Linked DNA regions of Mus musculus: all the other regions are linked to region 1. A link is a contact called in public HiCAR-type, HiChIP or PLAC-seq and promoter capture Hi-C data. All regions are on one chromosome and are shown on one strand. The core of a region is the stretch at or near the end of the contact, and the rest is flanking DNA. Distances in the headings are between cores, read along the strand shown.

Region 1 (3,358 bases), core at 275-2,774:
ACAGATCTAGATGCACAGCAGTGATGGAGAGAGGAGCAATGTAAACTTCACCTGCTAGGCAAGATATGTCCCTGAGTGGCTTACCTGAATAACCCTCAGGAAGTGGTGGCCTGCACTGAATTTTAAAAGTCCAGAATACGGAGGTTGTAAGACAGCATGATAATGATGCTTGGTGGTGAAATCCACCACCAAGAGTAAGGTCTGTCAGATGGAAGGCATGCAGGCAAGGGCCTTGTGGCCTGTACCATGCACACACACACACACACACACACACACACACACACACACCAGAGTAGGGGGTTTTTCATGTGTGGTTGTCATTTACCCAGAACCTGTGTGGTCATCCCAGTAGCATAAGCAAGTGTCATAGGTACAGAACAGCAATGTTGTGGACACATACATGACATCTAGCACCTTAGTCCCAATGGGAGTCACTGCCCAGATGTGTGATGACCAGCCTTCTAGGTCCCAGATCCTTATAGGTAAGAAGAGCACACAGTAAATAATTCCAGTCTCCAGTCTGGATTCTGTGTAAGCACAGCCTGAGCAGGCCTGAGGCAAAGTCTGTACAGAAAGACAGACCTTGACACATCCTGCAAAGGGTGTTACTGGACAGGTCCTCTTTTCATGATTCTTACTCCTTTCATCACAAATGTCTTTGCTTTCTGTCTTCCTTGATTTTCTTTTCTTTGCCAACTCAGAGTAGAGTTAGTTGCTTAATGTAAAAGAAATGCCTTGGAGATAATGTACAAATAATCTGCCTGAGCAGTACATCTTAACAAACTCGGTTAACATGAGCCATTGTGTTATGCAAGACATGCTAATCTCAAACTGTCTATATCTATCATCTGACCCTGGTCACCTCCTGTTTGGGAAGCCTAATTGTTTGCATTTGGTGCCATAAATCAAGTTTCTTGCATTTTATTTGTTTGCTTGTTTTGGTTTTTCCTGACTGTTCTGAAACTCACTCTGTAGACCAGACGTAAATGTTTTTATATCCAGCTTTCACCTCCCAAATGCTGACATGATAGGCCAGTGTCACCACAAAAGGCTGGGAAAGTTAATCTTTTGGCTACTAATGTGCAGTGGAGAGAAATGTGAGCAACATTACTGTAATTGCTAATGCCTGAATGGTGCGTATCAATTAGGTAGTTTAAGTTCGACTTGGACGGGCTGGGCGCCCATATAGCTGTGAAGCAGTGGGTTCACCCCCTGTACATTGTTTAATGGTCATTGCAAGCTAGAGACCCTCTCCTGTGCCTACTCGAAGGAAGAGTGTCTACTGAGTGTAGGAAAAATGTGGGGACAACTTTGCAGTTCAGGCTCAAGTTCTACTGCAGTGCCAAACTCCTCAGGTCTGGGGCAGTTCTGTGCCTGAGGTGGAAGCCAGGGCTGGAAACATCAGTGCAATCTGTCACTGTGGGAGCTGTTCCTGTCACTCAAGCCTCACTAGCCAATCAGGGACTCCAGATGGACCGAGCAGTTAGAATGGGGAGAGCACTTCCGGTCCGCCATACTGCAGTCTTGGCTGAGGCTCTGTGGAAGTCGGCTGTGATTCCGTGTGCTTTGATGTGATCTGTTGCCGGGAGCTGGGAGGAGAGTTGTGCGAGTTTGCAGCCTGCGCCATGGTGAGCTGGATCGCTGTCCAAATGCGGGGCGGATCCGCGGGGCCCCTGTGGTGTTTGTCCAGGGGCTGCGGGGAATCAGCGTCAGGTGTTTCTCTGTTTGTTCACTTGAGTTCCCTGCACCTCCCTGAATGACCTCCTTGAGTTCCACCCCCTGCTCCGACTATGGGGAGCTCGGAGCCCTTGTGGGAAAACATCCCTGATGCTGACGTCACCATGCAGTGAGCGCCTCACTTGCTTTTACCGTCTCCAGGAAAGGCAGATTTTCTGACAGGCAGAGCTCTAGTTTCTCTGTGCCCTCTAAAGTTCTGCACCAGGCACGTGACATTCGGGTGTAGCATCCATCGCAGTTAACTGTGCGCAGTGTAAGGTCTGTGTCATTAACACATTCGCATGTGGATGCCACGGTGGTCCAGTCACGTGTGTTAGTAAGGCCAGACTCACTGTGTTCCCCTGCCTAAGTTGTCAAAATTGACACAATTTTAATGGTGTGGGTTTTTTCCTTCTCATATTTTGTCGATCTTTCTATTCTTCCCCAGGAAGTTGTTTTTTATTAGATTGTTTGCTTGGTTTGGTTGGTTGCTTGTGTATGGGGGTTTTGTTTGTGTTTTGTTTTGTTTTGTTTTGAAGCAGGATTTCTCTGTGTAGACTAGGCTGGCCTGGAACTCACAGAAGTACAAATGTGCCTCTCCTTCCCAAGGGCTGGGATTAAAGGTGTGGGCCACCACTGCTTAGCTACAATATAGCCCTTATTGCAGTTGTATTTGACAATTGAAGTCAGAGAATGTCACTGTGTGTACTGTATATATTCAATCTTTTGTTAACCAATTTTCATTCATGAGTACTGAATACTGTTTCTCATCTGCTTTCTGTTGTTGATAGCTTAAATTGTTAGACTTTTCATTGGGTCTATGGATCCATAGCTTAAAATCCATATGATAGTGATATAAGAGCCAAGATGGCAGGAAACCACATAATTACTTTCTAGTCAAGGTTTAGCTCAGCTCCCTGCTAAGGCAAGTCCATCCCAGTATACCCCTGAGCCTTTTTCATGAGGAGCTTTTAAGCACAAAAAACCATGTTGACAACATGAGTAAGGTAGTACATGTAGAGACTATCCCATAACTTTGGACTTTGATGGACTAGGCCTTTGTGTTTTTTTGTTGGCAGATGGTACTGTCTCTGTGTTGAAGTTACAGCTTGAATGGTACTGTCATCATAGAGTCAGGGCCCTTGTTACATTCCCCACTGGTCTTAGTGAATGTGTCAAATCATGATTTCATCCTATTTTAGTTTAAGATGTAGGACCCCACTGTTAATCCAATCAGAATGAAAATTAAAGGCTCAGTCAGTGCCAAAAGCAGAGTAGTTAGCCAGAGGACCAAGAAAATGGAGACAAGTATCAATTTTATCCCTAACCATGGCAGTAATTCTTAAATTAGTTCTGGTTAAATAGCATAGAAACAATAGGGGTTTTTCCCCAAAGCCAGACATAATTTCTTTTCTGTCAGAAGAAGTAAGTTGAAGCCTTTTCAATTTTGTAGGATCATTTCTGTAAGGGACTCTAACTGTTGTTTTAATAGAAACATTTTAATAGCATTAGCTCTTGATCAACCTGTGTACTTAGTTTGTAAAGGATCAAAAGAGATATATTTAGTCAAGCCATTAGTATATGCCCACAAAGTAGTTTAGAAGGCTCAGCAATACTGTTGGATATCCAGATGAATTAACTT
Region 2 (3,358 bases), core at 549-3,048, 700 kb after region 1:
TCACAGGGGCTGGAGGGTAGTATGGCCCAGTGGTACCGTACTTGCTGTTCCTGCAGAGGACCCAGGTTTGGTTCCCAGTATCCACTGGGGGTTCACAGCCACCTGTAACTCCAGCTCCAGAGATGTGACACCCTCACAGGCAAGGAAAACATCAGTGCATGTAAAATAAGATTAAATTATTTTAAGAAAAGGAAACTATGTATGCACACAAAGATAAATGTGAACAGGCATCATGGCATATGCCTGTCATTCCAGCACTGGGATGGTCAAGGCTCAAGGGGTTGCGCCTATGAGCTGCAAGAGGAACTTTGACCACATTGGGCCACCCGGGAGCCCCTTGTCTGGGCCATGAACTCCTGGGGTGGGGACAGAGGCCCTGATAGGAGAGTTTCAGAGGAATAATCTCCCCACAACCCCAATCAGCTAGTAAATGAAGACTTTGACCCTCCCCTTGCCGTCTTATCTCAAGGCTGGGCAATCAGGCAGGGACTGGGACAGGAACGCATGCAGCACAGGCCTGACTTTCAAGTTCTTTGTAGTCTCTTATTATTGACACATGCCCTGATTGAGTGCTGACTGGGTACGCATGCCTCTTTCTGGAAGGTAGAAAACACTTCTCAGGTTTGTGAGTTAGTTTACACTTGGGGGACTCAGATTGACCCACCAACAGGGAACTTACCTGCCTGGTACATGCGGGGGGCGGGGGTGGGGTGGGTTCCACTCCAGCACATGCAAACCACATTCATGGGCGTTCACATGCACAACAACAGCGTAAATTGGTGCTTGGTATACAGCAGGCAGACTGTTAATAATGCTTATTCTTCACCTGCCAGTAAGCCTGGTTGACAGTATATATGTATGTATGTGTGTGTGTGTGTGCGTGTGTATATATATACACACATATACATATATACATATATGTGTATGTATATATACACACATATGTACATATACACACATATATGACATATGTATATATGTATATATATATATATACACACACATATATATATGAAATCAGGCAGCATATTAATAGGAGGTACTGTGCTGCATCAGCACATAGTACACAGTAGGAGCTATATACAATATGTGGTATACGGCAGGCACAGCATTCATATTTGGCATACGTTGTATATGTGAAAAACACTTGGTTTGTATACCCTATATTGAATGTGGCAGTTACATATGCGTGTTTCCTTAAGGCTTGGTATACAGTAGATGTGATATTAATGCCTGAGCTACCACAGGCTGCCGCATCAGTGTATACTCTACAGCAAGCATTGTGTTCATACTTGTGACCTGTGTGGTATTTAACGAGTGCTGCATGAATGTACTGTACACAGTAGGGCATGAATTTCTGCCTGGCACACGATAGGCCTGCTTAGGAATGGATGAGCGAGCCGGTCAGGGCGTTTTCTCACATCCGCAGGCGGTGACGGCCTCGCTCCAGAGAACTGCAGCCTCTCTCTTGGCGCTCTCAGCACAGCCTCGGGGAGCCGAGAGAAGCCGAGCGCAGCCGAGCGGCGCCTGCCCGAGCCGAGAGGAGCCGAGTGTAGCCGAGCGGCGCCTCCCCGAGCCGAGCCTCGCTTCGCCTCCCGAAAGGAACCGAGCTCGGGCTTCCGAGTCCTCCCCATTCCCACAATCCTCGGCGTCCGCGCCCAGCCGCGAACCGTTCAACCCCTTCCCACGTCGACGCAACCCCACGCGCGCTTGCGCTGCGCCCTCCAGACCCCGCCCCCGAGCGGCGAGGCCCCGCCCCCAGGCGATCCTAAAGTCCTGTCCCTGCGGCGCGCGCGCGCGCGCAGCCGTGCGGCCCCTCCCATTGGCCGCGCCGCCTGCCCGTCCCGGGGCCCGTGGCAGCGCTTCAGGTCCTCGGGCGCCGGCGCTCGGTGGCGACGGCTGCGGGTAGCGGCGGCGGCGGCGGCTGCGCTGCACGGCGCGGACGGTGGACGCGCCTCTGGGGCCGGGCCGTGGCCTTCGGGGAACCGGGAAGAGGTAGGGCCGGGCCGGCGGCAGCCGGAGGACCGCGACGATGACTCTGGAGTCCATGATGGCGTGTTGCCTGAGCGACGAGGTGAAGGAGTCGAAGCGCATCAACGCGGAGATCGAGAAACAGCTGCGGCGGGACAAGCGCGACGCCCGGCGCGAGCTCAAGCTGCTGCTACTTGGTGAGCTGCGTGCCCGTGCCGTGGGACCTCTGTCACGGGGACCGGGTGGGTGCACGGGGCATCCGGGCCTTGCCGGGGTCTCCGCGCGCGCAGGGTGCTGCAGCCGCCGCGGTCTCTGGTCCCCGGCGAGTAGCGCGCGGTGACAGTCGGGTGCGACCCCTTCAGACCGCTGCCCACGGCCTGTCGGGCCACCTCGGATGTCCTCGGGGCAACTAGTCAGCGCTGCCCTGCAGCGGTCAGCCCTTCCGGGATCGCTGCACCCTGAGCAGTGCAGGTGGCTTGGGCCTGTGGTGGCCAGCTTCTCCCGTGTGGTCCCCTGGGCTCAGCCTGTGCGACCCTTTGTGGCCAGCCTTTCTGTTATCCAGGCCTTAGATTCATTCGGGGTCAGCCTCCTGCCTCTGATATCTGTGGTGAGATTTTGCATCTGCTGGCCACATTGGGCCCCAGGACCCTGGGAGACTTGCTTTCTGTCGCTCCTGAGAATTCTTGCACGGAGGTGGCCCTTGGCCCTGCCGCACCAAGTAGGCTCTCTCCTTTCCATTGTCCCCACATAGCCTCCGGTGAGCCCTGTAAGCTGTCTTGCTCTCATGATGCCCCTTTGGATTACAGACTCCCCAAGACAGTTCCCAAAGGGTTGCACCCTCCTCTCTACCTCCAAGGACTATACACCCAAATGGTCCTGCTTTGCTTCTGGCTTGTTGCTTTCGTGGGTACTCCTCAGTCTCCCTCTCTTTTCCATAGATCCTCTGAATTCCTCCACATTGGAGTGGGTGGCTTTTCTTCTTTGGGCTTCTGTTGTGCCGGAACCCAGTAGGTTGACAGCAGTCAGCCTTGCAGCCTCCCTGGCCCTGTCCTGCCTCCTGGGGGTCCAGTCTTGTCCTCTCCACACCCCACCCACCCCAGGGAAGCTCAATGTGTGTCTGTCACTTCCTGGGGTTCTGACTCCTCAAGGCCCACCTGTTGCTGGGAGCCAGGGAGCCCAGGTCCTCTTGTTGTCACCCCAAATAAGAGCCCAAAATGAGGACAGGGTAGCCTGGGCCCTGTGGGGGTTTACAAAACAGACTGGGGAGCTCTGCCTGCCCCTCCCAGATCCCAGATGAGCTACATGCAGTTCAAGAATGGGGACCCAGGACAAAGGGTGGCCTTGGAGAACCTGAGGAAAGGACTGTGGGGAGCCTTTGACTAGGAGG
Region 3 (3,358 bases), core at 542-3,041, 640 kb after region 1:
TTTTCCGGCTTCTGAGGGTACCTGGCACACACATGGTTTGAGTGCATGCAAGCAAACATTTGTACACTTAATTTGTTTGTTTGTTTGTTCCCAGACCGTGTTTCTCTGTGTAGCCCTGGCTGTCCTGGAACCTGCTCAGTAGACTAGGCTGGCCTCAAACTCAGAGATTCATCTGCCTCTGCCATGAACTGGGATAAAAGGCATGCACCACCACTGCCTGGCCTTAAAATATATATTTTTTAAAGATTTATTTATTTAAGGCTGGGCGTGGTGGTGCATGCTTTTAATCCCAGCACTCGGGAGGCAGAGGCAGGTGGATTTCTGAGAACGAGGCCAGCCTGGTCTACAAAGTGAGTTCCAGGACAGCCAGGGCTATACAGAGAAACCCTGTCTCGAAAAAACAAAAAACAAAAAAAAGAGATTTATTTATTTAATATATGTGAGTGCTCTATAAGTCAGAAGAGGGCTTCAGATCGCATTATAGATGGTTGTGAGCCACCGTGTGGTTGCTGGGAATTGAGCCTGGATCCTCTAGAAGATCAGCCAGTGCTCTTAACTGCTGAGCCATCTCTCCAGTCCCTTAAATACTTTTCAATGAAGGAAAAGTTGCTGTGACAGAGGCCTAATTGAGTTGCAATCACTTGTTCATGTGTGGTATGTGGGTGCAAGAGGACACTTCTTGGGAATTAGAACACATTCTCACCTTCTACTGTGTGGGTCGCAGGGATCAAACTCAAGCTGAGCAGCAATGGGCTTTACCCACTAAGCCCTCTCACAGCCCTTTCTGTTTTACACCTGCTTGTACTATGGAAACCAGGCTGGCCCCAAACTCACCGTCACTGCCCCTGCCTCCGAGTCCAAAGTGGTGACTGTGGTTTAATTTCACATCCCCCATCTGTGGCTGGAGTGGACGTAGGAGTGAGGCTAGGGAGGTCCAGAGAGTCCACTCTAACCCAGGCCATCCTCAGCTTACTCCAGGATCCTCCATCCAGGGCCAGGGATGGGGGCTGAGCCTTGCAGGGAGCTCAGGGTTCTGCTTCACTTCCTGTCCTTGAATATGGGGGTCTGGGCTTGTGTGGCTTTGTGCCCGATGTCTTTCCTTTCTCTCTCATTTGAGACAGTCTCCTGTACTCCAAGCTAACCTGGAATTTGCTATCTAACTCAGGACGACCTCGAACTCCTAACCCTCCTACTTTTACCTCCCCAGTGCTGGGATAATGAAGGTGTCTTCAAGTGGTGCTGGGGGTAGGGCCCAGGGCACATGCGGGCCAGCCAGGATGAATCCTGATTCTCCTGTTTCAGTAAGATTTAAAAGAAAAGTGTGTGTGGGGTGTGTGTGTGTGTGTACGTGCAAGAGTGAGTTGTGAGTTCGTGGTCCACCCTGTGGATCCCAGGGATCGAGTTCGGATCAAACGTCTAGGCCGCAATCACCTTCACCTGCTGATCCGTCTCGAATGCCCCAAATAATCAGACTTTTCACCAAACACTCTGAAATTCTCCCAGCTCCCGAATCGCCACACCTGGAACGCGAGGGTTAAGCCGAAGCAGGAACTCCGTGATTGACAGCACGGCCACAAACTGAGCAATGAGCATTCTGGCTCGCAGCCCACGTGGGCTCGCCGCCTTCTGATTGGTCAGGGCCTGCAGGGGCGGTTCGCTGAGTCCGGGGCCCACGTGCACCGTGGCCTGGGCCCTGATACACGCTTCCCTCGGTGGGTGCAGGGGGCGTGGTGTGTGGGTGTGGCCTAGTAGGGCGTGGCCTAGGCTGGAGGGGCGGGGTGAGAGGGGTCAAATGGCCCGGGGCCCAGCAGGAGGGGCTTCCTCCTGGCCTGACCCTGGCTGACCTCAGAGGCTTCCTCTGGGATCCCTGGGGCCTCCCTAACCTCAGAGGTGGTGCGTGAGGGCAGCCCGCTTCCTGCGGGCGGGTCGGGAGAAGAGGGAGCCCGAGGGAGGGGTGTGGACCCTCACAAAACCGACTTCAGCGGGGAGTTTACCTAGGTTGAGTGATTTGGGAGTGAACCAAGTGTCGTTTCTCTTGTCTCCTTTATTCTTTTTTGAAAAATGTTTTAAGTGTGTGCCTGAGCGTATATATTTGCACCACATGCAGGCTTAACTAGTACGCCTGGAAAACTTTTTTTGTTTTGGTTTGTTTTGGTTTTTTGGCTTATTGGTTCCTGGCTGTCCTGGAACTCACTTTGTAGACCAGGCTGGCCTCGAACTCAGAAATCTGCCTGCTTCTGCCTCCTAAATGCTGGGATTAAAGGCGTGTGCCCGGCCTGCCTGGCAAACGGTCCACGACTAGCCACATTTCTGGCTGATCCCGCTAGGGAGTTGGAGGTGCCTGGTTCTCTATTCTTGGTATCTGAAGAGATACTAATGAGGCCCTTAGCTGGGGGTGTGTGTCTGAAACCTTAGTAGTAGTAGTAAAGCCGGGTCTTGGGGAAAGGGAGCGCAGAAGACATGGGGATGGGGAAGGGGCTTCCTCCCCAGCTGGGTCCAGATGATGAAGAGGCTACGGGGATGGGGGTGGGAGTCGGCTTTTCTGCCTTCTAAAAACCTATACCTGTTCTTATAGGACTTAATCAGATTTGTGACCTCAAGAATCTTCTAGATGACTTCCCACAGACAGAGCAGTGACACCTTTGGTGGAATTTTGGTGAGAGAGAAATGGTGGTGAGGGGCACAGTTAGCTTCCTCTCTTCCTACTGTGTTTGGGGTTTTGGAGACTAGTTCTCTCTGCCCCCCCCACCCCCACCCCGCACCGGGAGCTCATGCAATCCTGCCTACCTAGCTAAGATGAAAGGCCTGCACCCCAGCCTGAGCCCCTCAGTGCCTGCACCTGTGACCCCTGACAGCGCAGGTGAAAACCCCCATAGACCAGACCGGGCCCACATTTTCCCAATGTCAATCAAGTGGTGATTATTAACACTAGGTGTTCACCTGGTGTGGTCAGGGCTGAGCCTCTCCTAGCAAGTGGCTCTTTAGTTCCATGTGTTAACACTATATTGGGATTAAAGATCGTTGCCCAGCTTTAATCCACACTTGGGAGGCTGAGGCAGGTGGATCTTTTAGTTCAAGGACAGCCAGCTCTAGGTAATTCCAGAACAATCGGCTACATAGACCCTTTGGGGGAGGAGTTATATCTCCTCCCTCCTCCTTTCCCCTTCTTTTCCTTCCTTGTTTCTCTAAAAGTTAAGGTAATATCAGAAGTCTGTGTACTAAATTGACTGTAGGGCAGTGGTTCTCAACCTGTGGGTCGTGACCCTTTGGTGGTTCCATACCCTGAATGTCAGCTTTTTGCATTCATAACGCTAGTAATGTTACGGTTATAGGAACAAAAGTAATGTTTTGGTTGGAG
Region 4 (3,358 bases), core at 639-3,138, 610 kb after region 1:
AGGCTGCAACCTGGAGTTTGTGCAATCATTGATGCCATAAACTCCCCACCACACAAACACTCTTCTCTGTGAAATTTCTATTCACAAAATCGCCTCTCTCCCACACAGAACTATCTACCTCCCCAAACGGAGCTTCCAAGTTCTCCCAAGCTGGGTCTCCTCCTGTACCTCTAACCTGGGTTCATATGTAATGGAGCTACAGGGGGAGACACACTGGAAAGTCAGTGTTTTGCAAGAAAGTCTGGTCAAAACTGTCACTATTTAGGGCAGTTCCACCCACCCATCCATCTACCCATCCACCCACCCATCCATCCATCCATCCACCCACCCATCTACCCACCCACCCATCCACCCACCCATCTACCCACTCACCCATCCACCCACCCACCTACCCACTCACCCATCCACCCACCCATCCACCCACCCATCTACCCACTCACCCATCCACCCACCCATCTACCCATCCATCCATCCATTCACTGATCCCACCTCCTCTACTAATCAGGTTCACTTTCACCCCACACCTACCACCAAGGGTGGGTGACAAAACACCCAAAAGAGTTGTCCACATGCTACCAGTCTGAAGGAAATCGCCACGGCAAGGTGGCAGGGAAGGCCTGTGGATTTAAGGGTTTGCCTTCTGAAGAGGTGACACAGCACAGGTGACGCTGCGCACTGGGCCTGGGCCTTGGCTCCCGCGTGGGATGTGTGCACCTGTCACAAGTGTGCAGATGCGTGTGTTCATACTGTTGCAGGTAGCACCCCTCACCAGCACCCAGACTTCCCTGGCCTCCCTCACCCACATCCCCCTACCTCAGGCGACTCCAGACCGGAACCCAGCGTCCAAGCAGCCTCTCTGGTTACCCGCTCCAGCTGCGAGCCACCAGCAGCAGAGTAGAGGTGACACCCGATCAGGTTGGGGTGGGGGAGCGGGGGACGGATGAGCCAAGGGAGGAGACAAGCTGCTGTTAGCCAGCTTGCTCAGATGGGCAGCCCCAAGGACGGCCTCTCCCACCTCCTTGTGTGCTCCTGCCTCCTCGAAGCCTTTCTTGGGGTCTCCACGGGGATCAGGAGGCTTCGGTTGTTATATGCTGCCATTGACCCATCACATGGCTCCTGTGTCTGTTGATTACCAACAGGCAGAATGGTCAGATAGTGCCTCCCATCTCTAGATGGCCACGGAAGCAGGGCTCTTCACCTCTCTCCTTGCATCTCTGGGCACCTCTGGGTAACACGTGGAACTCGCCCAGTTCTGTGGACCTAACCCTATGCTCTGTGATATTCCGGGAGGTGCACTCCAGAAACTAACCCAGGAAATGTTGGCAGGGGGCCCAGAGGTCTTTCCTCTGCCCAAGAACCCCAGTTTTCCATTCATTCTCTCCTGTAGCCAGAGTCAGGCAGACCCTGGATGACAGTCACAAAGGTTAGGGTATCATGTAGCCTAGCGTGGCTTCGAACTTTCTGTCCCCTCCTGCCAGTGCTATAAGCACTCCGGGCAGGGCTCTACACACTGAGAACTGTGGATTTTTGTTTTGCTTTGTTTGGTTTCATTTCTGGGTTTTGCTGATGTTGTCTCTTTTGAAACAGGGAGTTGGTCTGGGACTCGCAATCCCCCTGCCTCGACTCCTGTGAGTGGCCTCATCACTTTTCTGGCTCTGGTCGCGGATCCCAGGACTGGGGAATCCACTAAGTCAGAGAGGTAGTCTCGGCCAGCACTGAAGACTAAGCTTGCTGCATCAGGAGGGCGCATGCGCTCTGGAAAGAATGCTGTTTTTCACCTCCACGTACCCACCCCACCCTCAGGCACGTATCTAGGGAAGGCGGCTACTCTTTCCCGACCGTCCCTTCACCACTTCCGGCGGAAGCGGCCTCAACAAGGGAAACTTTATTGTTCCCGTGCGGCAGCGCCGGCGACGATGTCGGTGAATTATGCAGCAGGGTTGTCGCCTTACGCGGATAAGGGCAAGTGCGGGCTGCCCGAGGTGAGAGCTGCAGTGTTCGAGTCACCGAATGACCCCAGACGGGGAGCGGCCGGGCGAAGCGGGGCATTGTGGGAACAGCATGAAACATAGAGTCTAGACAATGGGAGGGACTTCCCTGGAAGGAGGGGGCGGGAAGTGACACCCACTGCTCAGGCTGGGTGACACGGAGGAACCTGGGTCAGGGAAGGAGTGAGGGGCTAATGGGAACGAGACCAAATCGTCAGGTCAGGGAGTGGACGTCTTAATTGTCAGGGAAAACCTGGAGCTGTGGGAAGATCTGCAGGGCCGGAAGCTGGCACCCTTTCCTGGGGGCATCCCTGTACCCCACTCTGTACTCCTCCCTGAATCTGGGCCAGATGGATCCTGAGTGTGGGGCTGTCAGTCTTTGTTGTTTCTGAAGGGGTGTAGTAGGGTGGAGGGTTCTCTCTTTGTAGCCCAGGCTGGCCCCGAACTCACAGGAATCTTCCTGCCTCTGCCTCCCGAGTACTGGTGTTAAAGGCCTGCGACACCATGCCCTGCCTGCCTCATGTTAACGGAGCCCCTAGACAAGTAGAGCTGCATCTTGATTTAGGGGAGAGAGGTGGGTTATCTAAAGTCCAGGATGGGGGATGACGTCAGTGGGGAGGTCACGTGGGCCACAACCAGACCAGGACAAAGGAGTGGCTGCCTGCAGGAACAGCACTCTGGGAAGAGGGCTCGGCATGTGCAAAGGCCCTGGGGTAGGACACAGCGATGTGTTAAGAGTGTGGCTGGAACTGAGGGATGTTGAGAAGGGGCAGACAGAGCATTGACCCACAGGAGGCCTGCCACTTGGGAGGTCACGTGTTGCCTCCTCCTGCCCTCTGACCCTACAGATCTTCGACCCACCAGAGGAGCTGGAACGCAAGGTGTGGGAGCTGGCCCGGCTAATGTGGCAGTCCTCCAGCGTGGTTTTCCACACGGGCGCCGGCATCAGCACCGCCTCTGGCATCCCCGACTTCAGGTCGGTGAACAATGAGGGGAAACTGAGGCAGGGCTCTTGCTGATACACCTCTAGGGACTAAGGTGAGGTGGCAGAAGGACCTTTCAGTTTTCCTATGTCTCTGAAAGGCCCAGCAAAAACTCCACTTGCCCAAGGATCAGAGCATGCCCACATAATGTAGTAGCTGCAAGGCATGCTGGGAAATGTATTCATGCAGCTCGGCCAGCCACTGGGTTTTCTAGGGTCAGAATGACTCAATGTTGTGGAGTGACTAGCTCACCCATAACCTTCGGTGGCAGCCTATGACCACTGTAAAGCATTCTGGGAACCCGCAGCCGGTCTTAACCAGTACTCAGCCCCAGCTCCACTAGCTCCCCTGCCTTTGTTTACCCCCAGACCCTCAGCCCCTCCGCCT

Evidence for each region. Promoter capture Hi-C pulls out the DNA fragments that hold promoters and counts their contacts. HiCAR-type assays count read pairs that join an accessible place to other places. HiChIP or PLAC-seq counts read pairs in DNA pulled down with a chosen protein or histone mark.
Region 2: a HiCAR-type map of astrocytes shows a contact between it and region 1, with 2.6 times the contacts expected there. The contact joins the promoter of Gna11 here to the promoter of Zfp938 in region 1. A contact is called at or near these places in 1 of 484 Hi-C or Micro-C datasets (B cells) and 2 of 115 datasets of contacts at active chromatin or transcription factors (astrocytes and stem cell-derived neural progenitor cells).
Region 3: a contact with region 1 is called in a promoter capture Hi-C map of neural stem cells. The contact joins the promoter of Tle6 here to the promoter of Zfp938 in region 1. A contact is called at or near these places in 6 of 39 promoter capture datasets (the C10 cell line, the HPC-7 cell line, cranial neural crest and 3 more), 2 of 484 Hi-C or Micro-C datasets (Sertoli cells and Th1 cells) and 3 of 115 datasets of contacts at active chromatin or transcription factors (astrocytes, embryonic stem cells and pancreatic cancer cells).
Region 4: a contact with region 1 is called in an H3K4me3 HiChIP or PLAC-seq map of stem cell-derived neural progenitor cells, with 4 times the contacts expected there. The contact joins the promoter of Sirt6 here to the promoter of Zfp938 in region 1. A contact is called at or near these places in 7 of 39 promoter capture datasets (the HPC-7 cell line, HPC-7-derived erythroid cells, cranial neural crest and 4 more), 1 of 484 Hi-C or Micro-C datasets (liver), 3 of 115 datasets of contacts at active chromatin or transcription factors (extraembryonic endoderm stem cells, large pre-B cells and stem cell-derived neural progenitor cells) and 1 of 9 other capture datasets (liver).

Annotation. Positions count from the first base shown.
Region 1 is chr10:82,239,441-82,242,798 of GRCm38.p6, reverse strand. It overlaps Zfp938 (zinc finger protein 938), which reads left to right and starts at 1,524. Exons shown (of 4, transcript NM_001105557.2): 1 at 1,524-1,628. The coding sequence starts at 1,626.
Region 2 is chr10:81,543,602-81,546,959 of GRCm38.p6, reverse strand. Gna11 (guanine nucleotide binding protein, alpha 11) reads left to right here and starts at 1,798. Exons shown (of 7, transcript NM_010301.4): 1 at 1,798-2,168. The coding sequence starts at 2,033.
Region 3 is chr10:81,599,333-81,602,690 of GRCm38.p6, reverse strand. It overlaps Tle6 (transducin-like enhancer of split 6), which reads left to right and starts at 1,791. Exons shown (of 14, transcript NM_053254.2): 1 at 1,791-1,893; 2 at 2,576-2,656. The coding sequence starts at 2,612. Gm32024 (a long non-coding RNA gene) reads right to left here. Exons shown (of 3, transcript XR_003949022.1): 3 at 3,321-3,358.
Region 4 is chr10:81,626,096-81,629,453 of GRCm38.p6, reverse strand. It overlaps Sirt6 (sirtuin 6), which reads left to right and starts at 1,888. Exons shown (of 8, transcript NM_181586.4): 1 at 1,888-1,982; 2 at 2,837-2,964. The coding sequence starts at 1,917. It also overlaps a transcript of Ankrd24 not described here.